Linked DNA regions of Rattus norvegicus: region 1 is linked to region 2. Evidence: chromatin contacts called from public Hi-C data. All regions are on one chromosome and are shown on one strand. The core of a region is the stretch at or near the end of the contact, and the rest is flanking DNA. Distances in the headings are between cores, read along the strand shown.

The links. A called contact is a pair of places that touch in the nucleus more often than the background predicts.
Region 1: a contact with region 2 is called in a Hi-C map of psoas muscle, with 3 times the contacts expected there. The contact joins two enhancer-like sites. A contact is called at or near these places in 3 of 12 Hi-C or Micro-C datasets (the A7r5 cell line, the Rat2 cell line and psoas muscle).

The regions. Positions count from the first base shown.
Region 1 is chr13:83,801,069-83,807,142 of GRCr8, forward strand. No RefSeq gene overlaps it. Among named protein-coding and RNA genes, the nearest start is that of Nuf2, 450 kb to the right of the region's middle. Within about 2 kb of position 2,478, at least 14 of the 93 cell types and tissues checked have an H3K27ac peak or open chromatin away from gene starts, as enhancers often do.
Region 2 is chr13:82,903,603-82,909,987 of GRCr8, forward strand. All of the region lies in intron 2 of Pbx1 (PBX homeobox 1), which reads right to left. Among named protein-coding and RNA genes, the nearest start is that of Pbx1, 210 kb to the right of the region's middle. Within about 2 kb of position 3,984, at least 11 of the 93 cell types and tissues checked have an H3K27ac peak or open chromatin away from gene starts, as enhancers often do.

The DNA.
Region 1 (6,074 bases), core at 1,228-3,727, 900 kb after region 2:
AAATCAGATCATGTAACTCCAGGTTTCTCTGATGTCTAACATGGCATAAAGAAGTCTTATGCTTGTCTAGATGACAAGGTTCCTGTGTAATTTTGGTGTTAGTACAGTGTATGAATGGGCCAGTTTCATTGTCTAGAAGAAAACACATGGGTGAATGCTTTATCTCACAACATGTTTTAGACTCTAAGAATGTGTAGGAAAAACATCCAAAGCAGGGCAGATTTGGCTGAGAACAGTCTGATGGCTTTCTCTTAATACTAGGATAAAGTGAATACTGGCCAGTGCAGAACTGTAGGCCTTTCATCTAAGAATCTCATGAAGAAGCACACCAACACTCCAACACACTTTCAGCCAGATGTTCTATCCTCTAATAACATAATTATGCCTATGAAGAGTCAAGAAGAAAAGGAAGACAAAGCCATGAAGGATTGCTGAATGCCCAATTCAGTATAAAACCAATGGAGATCATTCATTCATATAAATTGGATATGTTTAGTTCTCCCTATCATAAAAAAGCCACATCCCGATTCTCCTAATGTAAAGAGCTTCTTTGAGGGTCAAGAGAATGTAGAAGTGAAAAGAAAAAAAGAAACCTACTAGGTAATAGACTAAAGAAGAGCCTCAGAAAGACGGTGCTTTCTTGAGATATCCTGGGAGATTTCCAGTTTGTTGACAGGACCATAGGAGATTGGAAGGTAAATGATGAGGGAAGACTCAGAGACAGTGGCTTTAGCTTGTGTAGGGTAAAGGAAGGGAAGGACAAAAGGCAAGATTAAGCAAGAGTTATAACAGAATGTGGGGTCCAACAATGGATGGAGGTGGTAGGATTAGGGCTTGAGTAGCTTGCACAAGATCAGGGTAAAGCAAGGTGATGGTGTTAAGAAATGATGCTTCGTGGTTGGGATTAGGATTTTATAATAAAAGAAGACTTTATGCTGTGTCCATCTAACATCCTGAAAACTGAAAGCAGGTAACTCCTTTGCCTATTTATGAACAATCAATTAGAATCATGGGAAAACTTTTTAAAAAAACTAAAAGGATACAATTTTGTAGGTAGTCTTGTGTGTGTGTGTACATCATATATGCATATATGTGTAGGTGTACATGTATGTATGTATCTATTTATGTATGTATGTATGCATATGTCCATGAAGAATCAAGAGGGCAATGTAAGTTATAACTCTTCTGACATTCTCCATCTCTTTTTATCTTGCTTGTAAGGGGATAAAAAGACTAGTCAGCTCTGAGGATTTGCCTATCTCTCCCACCTGATGGACAGTTCCAAGTAAAAGGGTGTCCAGTGTTCACCTCCACAACTCAGTTAGAGGCAGATGAGAGGTGCAAAGGAAGACTGGCCCTTAAAATGCATTCCACCAACAATGGCTAGTTTTGCTTAAAAACAAAACAAAACAAAACAACGACGACAACAACAACAACGACAACAACAACGAAACCTACCACATACTGAAAGCCTGCCTGTTTAATTTTGCCCTGTCCTTGTCCTCTACAGATAAACCCAGACTTGTCAAACGCCTTATGAAATCTCCGTGCATAGTCCCTGTGGCAATGACAAGATTCTTTTGAGAATTCTTATCCTAAAAGAGAATGTCTTCTTGAGTACACAGTCTTCTCTTAAACACCAATGGCTAATGCTATGTCTTCGCCATTAATATTGTTAGTTTGCTCATAAATAAAGGTCCAGCATGTCAGAGTATAGGCATAACCCTGTTCATAAAGGGGGTTTGTATATCCCACCAGGCTTTGGTTATGCCGTCACTGGTTTTTTAAACAGACGAAGAAGGGATCAAAATGTTGCTAGAAGGAGACATTTAAAGAGACCCCTATAGTGAGCAGCCTTCTCCTCTTCATGTGTATGAAAACATGAAGTCTAGGCAGCCTTGAGGGGGAATATCTCAGTTGATTCAGATTTTGCTCCAGATCGATACTACTATGGACCTGAAAAACCATGTTTTTTTTTTTTCCTAAAAATAAAATTTAGCTACAGTTAGAAACTAGGGATGTGACCTGCAATAGAATCTATCAGTCAAAACCCAGCAATTAGAACCAGAGTCAGAATCACAAGTGCCAATCAATCAGAAGACCACTCTCAAGTCTGGTGTATACTGTGGACTTGCGTAGTACACCCAATTTTGAGGGAACCGTTCCCTAGCAACTTTGGATGCTCCAGCTTTGTGTGATGTGCAGTATTAATATCCATTTCCATTTGCACTTTTCAAAGCACACTGGGGTACCTTCCTGCTACACCAGGGAAAAGAGCGTTGAACTTGATGGCAGTGCCTCCCTTGAGCAACAAGTACCGGCTGCTGCCAGGGCAATCCTACAGGCTTCATTGTTGCCACCGAGGGCACTGTTCCCAAGCTGTCTGGCTTCATCCCAACCTCAGCACAAATCAGCTTGAGGAACCCGAGCTGACTGTCTAAAAGGGACAGATTGAGAGGTCTGGGCTAGTGCAGACAGCAGCTTTGCCAGAGGGACTGGGTTGAGGCATGGGAGAAGGGCCAGTAGGGAGCTGCTGAGAGTCCTAGACTGTCAGTCAGGCATCTTCTGGTTGAACTGTGAGCAGTACCAGATCGCTCCTGAGTCCCTCCACTGAATAAGGTAATAAATATGCCACTGCACCATGAAATGGCCTCTGGGTGGCTATAGAATGCTTAATTATTGATTAATCTTCAGTAATGAATGAATTTGAACGCAAGTGCTGCTAGGATAGAGTTGATAGCTGGCGCTATATGAGGAGGCAGAAAAGCCGGCTCCCAAAGCAACAGACCCTGCTTTGACTCCTCTTTCCTAAGGATGGGTTAGCATCAGAATGCTCCCGTGGGGTTGACAGTGACTGTGGGTGCCACCACAGTTCCAAGATTAGAAAACAAAATAAGGCAGGTGATAAAATGATAACAGAAGACAGAAGGCAGGCTATCAGTAAAACCATGGAGAATGACAGGGGAAAGAGCTGTTTTCTTCAACATTTATTGACCTTCTATTTACCAGGAATTGAGTTTTCAATGTTGAGTAAGAAATTGTCATGTCTTTCAGTTGTTCAGTTAGTAGGATAAATAGAAAATTTCAATTTGGTGTCCAACACAATTATACTCAACCATGCCTCCAAAATTCTGGAAAAATGAGATTAGGACCAGAGAGGACTGAACAACAATCTTCAAGTTCAAAGTGGCTTTGAGATGGAAAAAAAAGCACTAACAATAAAAATAAAGGCTTTCCTTAAGTTGGAAGAGGGGACTGAGCCCTCACATAAGCGCATCTACTCTTCATAAAGAAGTCACTGTGGGATTTCATCAAAGTTCCCTGCAAGCCCTGACTCCTTATCACTGATTGGCTGCTGGGCTCCATGCAGCTCTTCAACCTCCATGGCTTTTAGTTACTTCATATGTTTAATAAAGATTCTGGTGCTCTCCTTGAAGGCAGATTAACAGTGGTAGAGATGTTTGTTTAGAAAGTGAAGAGATCCTGATAAGTAGAAGTCGCTTATACAGTCTAAATGTCATTTATTGATGTAGCAATCACAGTAACTCTGCTCTTTGGCACTGTCGGTAGTAATCCTTTTATGACATGACAACCATGTTCAACAACCTTCTATATCCATTCTTAATCAAAGGGACCTATGACACAGGATAATAAAGGATTCCCCACCTACAGGGAAAGACAAATTGGTGTGTTCCTTACCACCACAATTCTGGCCTTAGCTGGTATGAAATTAAAGTCAATCCCTGCAATTCCTTTGTTACATAAGCTTAGGAAACTGCTTAATCTTTCCGGCCAGAACCCTAACTTCCTCATCCACTGGGTGATGATGGTGGTGATCAGAAAGCCAGGTTTGATGATGATATCATAAAGATAACTCCTCTCTCATAAAATCTAAGTTCTCTATTACCTACATATCACTAACCATAGTATCTGCATTTAAGTATTCTCAAACATCAGGTATTAAAAATCAAAACTGTTAACATTGTTATTGGGAGATGCCATGAATTAGTCTGATTGGGGTAAAATATTCAACTTCCTGATTGAAGGCTGCAACCATATCTTCCATTGCTAGCACCATTCTTCGCTTTCTCACCCCACTCCCATATCCATAGCTTCAGTTATGAAGCACTCAAGAGTGGATAAAGGGACAATTGCTTAACCTCCAACCAGCAGTAGTTGGAGGATCTTAGACTGTCAAAATGGCTTACCACCTTGTGCATTTATTTTCTCCACTTTGGAAGCAGAATCATAGTAAAGCATGCCAACAAACGTTATCAAGATTTCGTCCTATCCTTGGTAGAAGTCAAAGAACAGGAGAAATACCGATGGAGATTGTTAGAAGGAGACAATGCTTCCACAGGTAACTTGGATATAAAATTCTTTGCTAGCTGTTCCATGTATACAAAGCGTAGCTGCAGGACAATGGAGGAGCGGGTGAAGGTGACATGTATGTCACAAGGTGGCATTTCATGACATGCCATCAGAGATTCACCTTGAAGAATAAGTTTGATTTTAAATATGTGAGAAAATAAGAAAGGCTTCTTAACATAGAACAAAGAGCTCCTTTAAAATCATAAAGTCGATACACAAACATTCTAGAAATTATACTTGCTCTTGTCATTTAGATCAGGTGTTATTCTACTACAATCTAGCTGGAGCTCTCAATGTAGACCAGGCTGGCCTTGAATTTCTGACAGTCCTCCCAGGTCTGCCTTGCATGCACAGTTGTATTTATGCTTTTTCAAAATAACATCCATAGTTATTGACAATGTTGACATTATAGATTTAAGGCTGAGCCAGAGCTTTGGTCCCTGGATATGTGAAGCATGCATGTTATTAAAGCACTGATTGACTCATAGACTCACAGGAAGTGGGCACGATATAAATCTTCCTTCTCTTTCTCCATTGGAAGCCATTTTGTAGAAGATATCAGCTGGAGTATGTGGCTAGCACTTGAGAAAGACAGTTCCTAACAGTGTCTTTGAATTAACTCAGGTTTGTACATGATCATGGTATAGATATTATATTAAATGTGTAAAAGAAAGAAAGAAAGGAAGGAAGAGAAAAAGAAAGAAAGAGAAAAAGAAACCTAAGAAGGAAAAGTAAAACAGAAAGAACAAAGAAGAAAGAAACCAATAACCCGAAACCCCAGTACAACAAATCACTTCCCTTTCCCTGTGTGAAGTCTGAAAAAGCAGCTGGGGACAGTTTGTCCTGGGAGGGAAAGAGAGCAGAATAAGCTCACATAGCACTATTTTCCAGGTCTTAGGTGGGCTCCCCCACAAAAGAAAAATCACCAAGCAATAGCCTTTCCCATTTCCCGACCCTGTCTTCCCCCCAACCTCAAGCCACCATCACGCACCATTGAATGCTTGGGGGAAAGAAATAAACAGTCAGACAGAGTTCAAATCAGGAAAAAAAAAGTGGAAACCAGATTCTCTGAGGGAAAAACACAATCAGTAACCCAGCAAGCAGCAAGAGAAACCTGGACAGCAGAAATGCTAAAAGCCGGGCAGCCCGGTTCTTGCAAACGGAAATCAGATATGAGCTGCCAGGTGACACAGCAGCTGAAAGGTCAGAGCTATTTTTGGGCTGAACATGAAGAGGCTTCAGGCATCTCAGGACAAAAAAAAAAGTACAAACTAGAGAGGGTTCCAAGACAGGCAGCCGCATTGATTAGAAGAATGGCTGTTGGCTGTGTGGAGAAAGATGAAAGGCAAGAGACAGGCAGGAGCAGCCATGGAACTGAGTGTCCACGGTACATCAACAGCACTTTTCGGTGACAAAGGACTCAGCCTTGTGTTTATGTCTTATCTCACCCATGATTGTTCTTTCCTTGTAAAATGCGTTCAATCACCCCACACTCATTTATTGATCACCATGCCTGTGTCATTTACTGTGCAAGTAAGGCAAAGTTAAGTAGGCTATAGTCTCCAATCTTGCAAGGCTTACTGGCTGAGACCTAATAGCCAGTGGTCAGAGCATTAACACACTGAGGGAAAAGGACTCAAGAGGTCACAGGAATCCAAGAAAAGGGGCCATGGGCCGGAATGGGGAAGGCTTAAGGATGTCTC
Region 2 (6,385 bases), core at 2,734-5,233:
CCCGTTATATGCGTTTTACTACCATCAATGTAGGACTGCAAACATTAATTATAACAAAATGTGATTTTTTTTACTTTAATCTTCAAACAGCCAGGTTTCAAACAAACAAACAAACAAACAAAAAAAGAGCATCTCTTACTTTACATTTTTGTTTGTGGCTTTTACTCTGTTAACTTTCACTGTAATATTGAATTAACCTGTGCTGTCATTTCCGAAATAGCTTCAGCAAGGTAAATCCAGTCCATGGAATTAAATCTTGAGAGATTTTCCCTGGACTGGCTGAAAGAATAGAGAGTAGTGTAGAAAAATACAAAGACAAATCGACCCTGGCATAGGACATGCTGCTTTTGAAAACAGAGCTCCATTTATGGTGGGTGGTAAGCTTTCTGTCCTGTGCAAAGTGAGGGTGTGGTGTTTGTAAGAAGCTGTTTTCATGGATTTGCCCAACCCTGAGTTCAGGTAGAACAAAGTTTCAGATCAAAACCAGGCTATGTTTTAGGGAAGCACCACAACTTTGTGGGTGGGGGTGACTTGAACTGAAGGAGATGAAGTGAGTTTGCAGAATGGCTCACAGGAGAGTTGCTTCTGTGCCTCCTGAACACAGCCTGCCTTCTGATAAACAAACCACTCAACTAAATCCAGTTGTGTCATCAGTCGCCAAGTTTTTGTTGAAAGAGAACAAGAAGACCATTTTCAGTGTTGGGAAAACAAACAAACAAAAAACCAAAAGCAATAACAAAAAAAAAATGGAGAGAATTCTGAGAACAGAAGAGGAGGGAAGGGCAAGGATGGAGGAGAGGAGATCTAGGTCCTAGTAGATGCGCAAGAACTGTGAGAGTCAAGAGCTGTTTAGGGTACGAAGAGGACAGACCAGAGCTAGCTGTCTCCTAGGCAGCTCTCCCTCCTCCAGGGGCTGTGGTGGGGAAGGTAGGAATGAACTCAACATAATGATGTGAGTATCACTGCTGGCTGTACCCACATGTTCCTGGCTCACAACAGATAGCACCCCTCAGAATGAAGTGACAGTGCATGCCTGGTCCAGAAGGAAAACTACAGCATGGCTTTCTTCCAACACAAGAGGAATGTCAAGAGTTGGTAGGAAAGGTTATCAAAGGTATTGCTTGATGACGACAGAAAGGAAAGAAGGAAGGAAGGAAAGATATAGACCAGAAAAGAAACCTATCTTCATGCATGCTATAATATCTGGGTACCCATTAGTTTTACCCTTTCATACCAAAAGCTCTTCCATGCACAAATCAAGTTGATACGGCGGGGATAACCGTAAGGTGAAATGATTGTAGAGGTATACTTGGAGGGTCCCCCTTCCATGAAATCTAATTCTGTTAGACTCAAACTTCCTATAGAAACAGCCCTTTAAGTGACAATAGAGTCATGTTCTTCTCTACGTTGCACATTTTTACTCAGATCTACAAAATCCTCAGACAAACTCAACACCAAAAAAGGCTCCTTAACATAGGAACTAGATGGGGACACTCCTTGTGGCCTGCCAGGCTCTGAGGACACTGAGCATCTAATCTTCCACATGTTGGGCCTCAAAGTCCAGCTGTCATCACATCCGAGGTAGGTACGAAGGCATCGTTTATAGGGCTTATTGGTATGTCTCTTCGCTTGGTGAATTTTAACCACTTTATCAAAAAAAAAAAATATATATATATATATATGAACTCTTCACAAATTTTAAAGAAGAAATTACCCCTGAGCTATTGAAAAATGAATATTGCTTTTCTGTTCTGAGGCAATATTTGAAGCCCCATTCATTCATTCATTCATTCATTCAACAAAGTCCTACTATACATATCCATACTGGTCTCAAGCTCATAAGGGCCCTGCTTAGCCTTCACTGTATGCTAGGATTACAAATACATCCCACTGTACCAATCTCTGAATCAAGTCTTCTTACTCAGAGATCCAGTCTATTTCCTTAAGAAGAAACCAAATCAAACTCGTTGGGATAAAGAAAAAAATAATTTTCCCATGATGCTAAATAAGACAGTAATATGTCCAAAGGTGTCTCCTGGTGACTCTGCAGCCTATGGCCCTTGCACGTGACCCATCACTAAGACATGATATCATCCTTTCTCACCCACAGCAGCACTGTCAAAAAGAACGTGCTACCCATCCGTTGGCACCTGCCATTCCAAAGCAATGTTAGGCACTTCTCTCCTCCAGTAAAACAGGTGCCAAAGATGGCCTCCTAAACTCCCAGCTTTAGCAAAACCAATCACGAGGAAGAATAAAGCTAGGTCAACTGGTACTCAGAGAGCACGGATCAGGCAGGTGGTCATGAGCAGGTTCGCACTGTTGGTTCCCATATACCCGATATTTCCTCAGCACATTCTCTCTCCCTACTCCTCTGGGTTTCAGTCATGCCTGTGCCTGGGTGCTTTTAAACAACCAAGTTCCTCCTCATAAACTCTCCTCAACCTAATGAATATCTTGCTTGCCCTTGATATTTTTGATCTTTTTCAATAAGGCGAGGATCTCCCTAAGGACGCTGTAGAGGGAATGCGGCCAACAATGGTGGCCTATTGTATAATAACATGCCTCGCCTACCTAGACTGGAAGTCTCTGCAGACAGTGCATTGGGATGCATTCCTCGGTGGCGAAAGAAGATTTACCTACGGAGCAGTGGGGCTGGCAACAATAAAGGCGCTTGAATTTTTTTACACGGTAAATGCTTTAAATAAATACTCGTTCAAAGGAAAGTGGGTTTGCGAAGACTTATTACAATTGTTTTATAGACGTGTTCTACCAGAAATTTGAAAATAAGAGAATGAAAAGATGCAGGGAAAAAAAAGTCCAGAAAGACCCCCCCCCACCCCACCCCCAAACAGTGCACCATTTAAATTATATTCTACTCATGAAAGACTACACTGGAAAATGTGCAAGAGCTAGACACAAATAGGGGAACACTTTGTTGTGCCATAGTACATGGGAGGCGACTGTTCTGATGGTCTTGGGGTGTGCATGTATGTTTAAAGAAGGCAGGGAATTTTGCAGGTCCTTGCTTCTTCCTAGGACAAGATTTCAAGATTCTAGTAAACAACAACAACAACAACAACAACAACAACAACAACAACAACAACCAGGTCTATGAATTCCCTGACCCGGAAACTGTTCAACTAGTCAGTTAAAAAGAAAATCCCACCAGCATTAAAGAAATAAGTGATACGGCTAACAGATGTGACGCTTCCTATTTATGGCTTGAAGTCAGTACTCTGGTGACTTGGAGACAAAATGTGTATTTAAAAGCTCCTTTTTATCTCTCCAGCACCATGCAAGACTCAAATGAACCTTTCACTGGGACACCGGAGATGTTAACACTCGTCCTCCAAGATCCAATTTCAACCAACCGAGCTGTTACCTAATCCAGCAGCCATCACATATGATCAGGTTGCCGCCTCCCTGATGGGTGCCCGGCACCCCTCCCTTCTTCCCATTCCATCTCCTGCCCAAGAGCTTTCCGTGAAACTGGGCTTTAAAGGGTCCCCATGCCTGTGCATGCTGGTGCATCCAGGGTTCTAACAGCCCCACTGGCTGTACCTAACACCAAGGTATTTATCCCGGTTTAGGTAATAATTCTTAAAGAAGGAGTTTCCTACCCACAAATCACCCCCTCCCATTCCAATAAAGACAGAGACCAGTCACGACGGGTAAGTGATTTACACAGAGGTTGTCACAGTCTTTAGAAGGCACCAGAAGTCACATTGCTGTTATCACTTGCCCTAGGGTTAATCCTGTGCTAAAACTCCAGAGATAAGGAGATTGTCACAGCCTGGTTGAAGCAGCTCTCACAACTGGCCACCTGCGGTTCAATCTTTATTTATTTTCTTCACACAAGGAGAAAAACAAACCAAACCCAAAGGCACATTCAAGAGAGCCAGTGGGAGGGCTGTGCAAAGGATTGTTTTGTCCTTGGCTGAGCAATACAGCTCGGGAACCGCTCCCTGCTGGTGCCCACTAGAGGGCACTCTCTCCCCACCGAGGACTTGTTTAAAGGGTCCCAACAGCCACCAACATCTCCATGGAGCTGGGGAACTGGGATCTGCTCAGATTTGAGCTCCCAAATGTGGGCAGACGGGGAGGAGAGCATATTAGCAGAGGACATTGTTTCAGGGTATGGAGTAAAACTTGAAACTCGCTTAGCTGGGCCAGATAAAGAGACCATTGGAAAAGATAACCCCTGGACAGACACAAGGCTAAAAAGCCTCTTCATGGTTTCAAAGCACCAAGGCAGAAGCTAGATTTTTACAGTCTCTGGAGCAGTTTGGAGTTCTGTCTTTCCAAGACGAGCTACCAACCCCAAGCCAGGCAGGACTTTGAAGCCAGTGGAGGAGCTAGGAGTAGTCTGCCCTTGTACTTTTAGAAACTGGAAAATGTTTAGCCCCTGGGACCCTTTGTGCACACTGAATTGCATCATCACCTGGCAATATAAACACAAACTCTGCTAGCACACTTACAGATTATAAAGGTGGGTAACTTTGCTAAAAATAAGGCAGGCTCCTGCCACCAAGAGAGTGAGCTCCTAGAAGCCAGTGGTGACCCAGCATGATCTCATGACTCAGGTATCGTGCATCTATTCAGGTCCTTTCAGAGCTCTTGTGCACGCAGCCGAGTAGGATGTAGGACTACGGCATCTTAGGCATCTGTGTCCCGCCACCCTTCTAGGCCAGGCAGTTAGTTCCTGGTGTGTGCACCCCCCTCCGGTTCTAAGTTGTACAGAGAGAACGCTTTTTCTCTCCCATCTCTTCCACACCCATTTCCCAAAACTAAGATCTGCCTTTCAAATGTGACCATTCTAAACAAGTAAGACTATGCTGACATTAAGGCAATGGCTTTTGGAGTGAGGGAGAGCCAAGCACAGGACCAGTATCTGTGAAGGGTTTCTCTGAGGCCTAAGATTACACCAGCTGCTTTCAGATTTGTAGATCTCCGCCACCCCACTACTCCACCACCCCGACCTTTCAGGGTGTGTCATTTCTGACAGGCACAGTCATCATCCACATACTGGTGGACACTCCTCCAGCAGGAAAAGGACTAAGCTAGGCGCTGATTCTTCTAAACCGTGTCGGGACCCATATCTCCCATTCCTTAGTAGCCTGAAGCTTGGGGTTGTACTTATGGGCGCTCATCCCTCCCAGTTCTCAAGCCTCTTCTGTCTTTGATGAAAAGCTGTCTTGGTGAGTTATTTTAAAGAGTCGTCTATCAAGTAAATGGAAATGATTAACCATTTGATTTCCCCAGTTTCACAATCCGGCATTTACAGGCAGCTGCCAGACAACGGTTGATGGATAGGCTCAGGAGAGAGCCTATCGGAGTTCACTGTCGGAACTCAGACTGTAGAGGACCAAGCGGGAATCTTCCTGGCTGCTGGCCTAGAATGGCCTCTTCAGAGGATTCCAGTGCACAGAATCTGGAGATCTGGGAATCACTCTGATACACGGTATTGTCCCCTTCGAATCACACAGGAGTTTGTTCGGGTCAGTGGTCTCCTAAAGTGTCACCATTTGGTATGAAGACAAGATATCTTTCAATCCTTGCAATATTTTCCTGGGTTCATTAATGAGCAGGTATATATAAACAGCATATGGGATCAGAAAAGGACTTGTCAACTTCCTTCCAACAACGAGATAGTGAGGTCTTCAAGTGTTTCAGTGCGAGCATATTTACGGAGTGTTTCTTATGGTATCATGGCTGCCCTGATTTTCAAAGGGTGCTCTAGCCAGGAACTGGAAAATGCACTCATTTCTTCCCACTTGGCCCAGAGCCGCAACACGTGCACTGCGGGTGAAGTTTTAAGGCAGGAGATGAAAACAAAAATACAGGGTACTCTTGGGGATGGTTTTTACTATTTTGAGCATTTATGTTTAGGAGTTTTCTCTAGAGACCTACCAAGTTTTTCCCGTCTTTTCTCTGGGCTAACTTCTGGCCCTTCTGGTCACAGGACTTGTACTTCTCAAGGGATGTACGGGCATGGATCCCATTCACACGTTCCCTGCTTGGCACACCGAGTCTCCCCGGGCCAGCTGGCAGGGAGAAAGCTAACTCACTGGACAACAGGCGCCTGCATTTCTGGACGAGTGCCGGCTGCCTGGTGACGGACTTACAGATCTTAATAGATAAAGCTTCTACAGTGGCTCAGGAAACCCTCTTTGTAACAAGAAAAGCTACAGAGGTTGGGGGTTGGGGCATGGCTTCATATGACCTCTGCCCTCAGATCTGTGTACTCAAGACATTTGAGGAAAGGGAATGAGGTAGGGGAGAGGGCCAGGGTAGGGTGTGTAAGGCCTGGGCTGCACATGGGAACTCAGGATGTGGAAAACCATTTCCTACTTAGTTATACATAAGAAGCATGGGAGATATG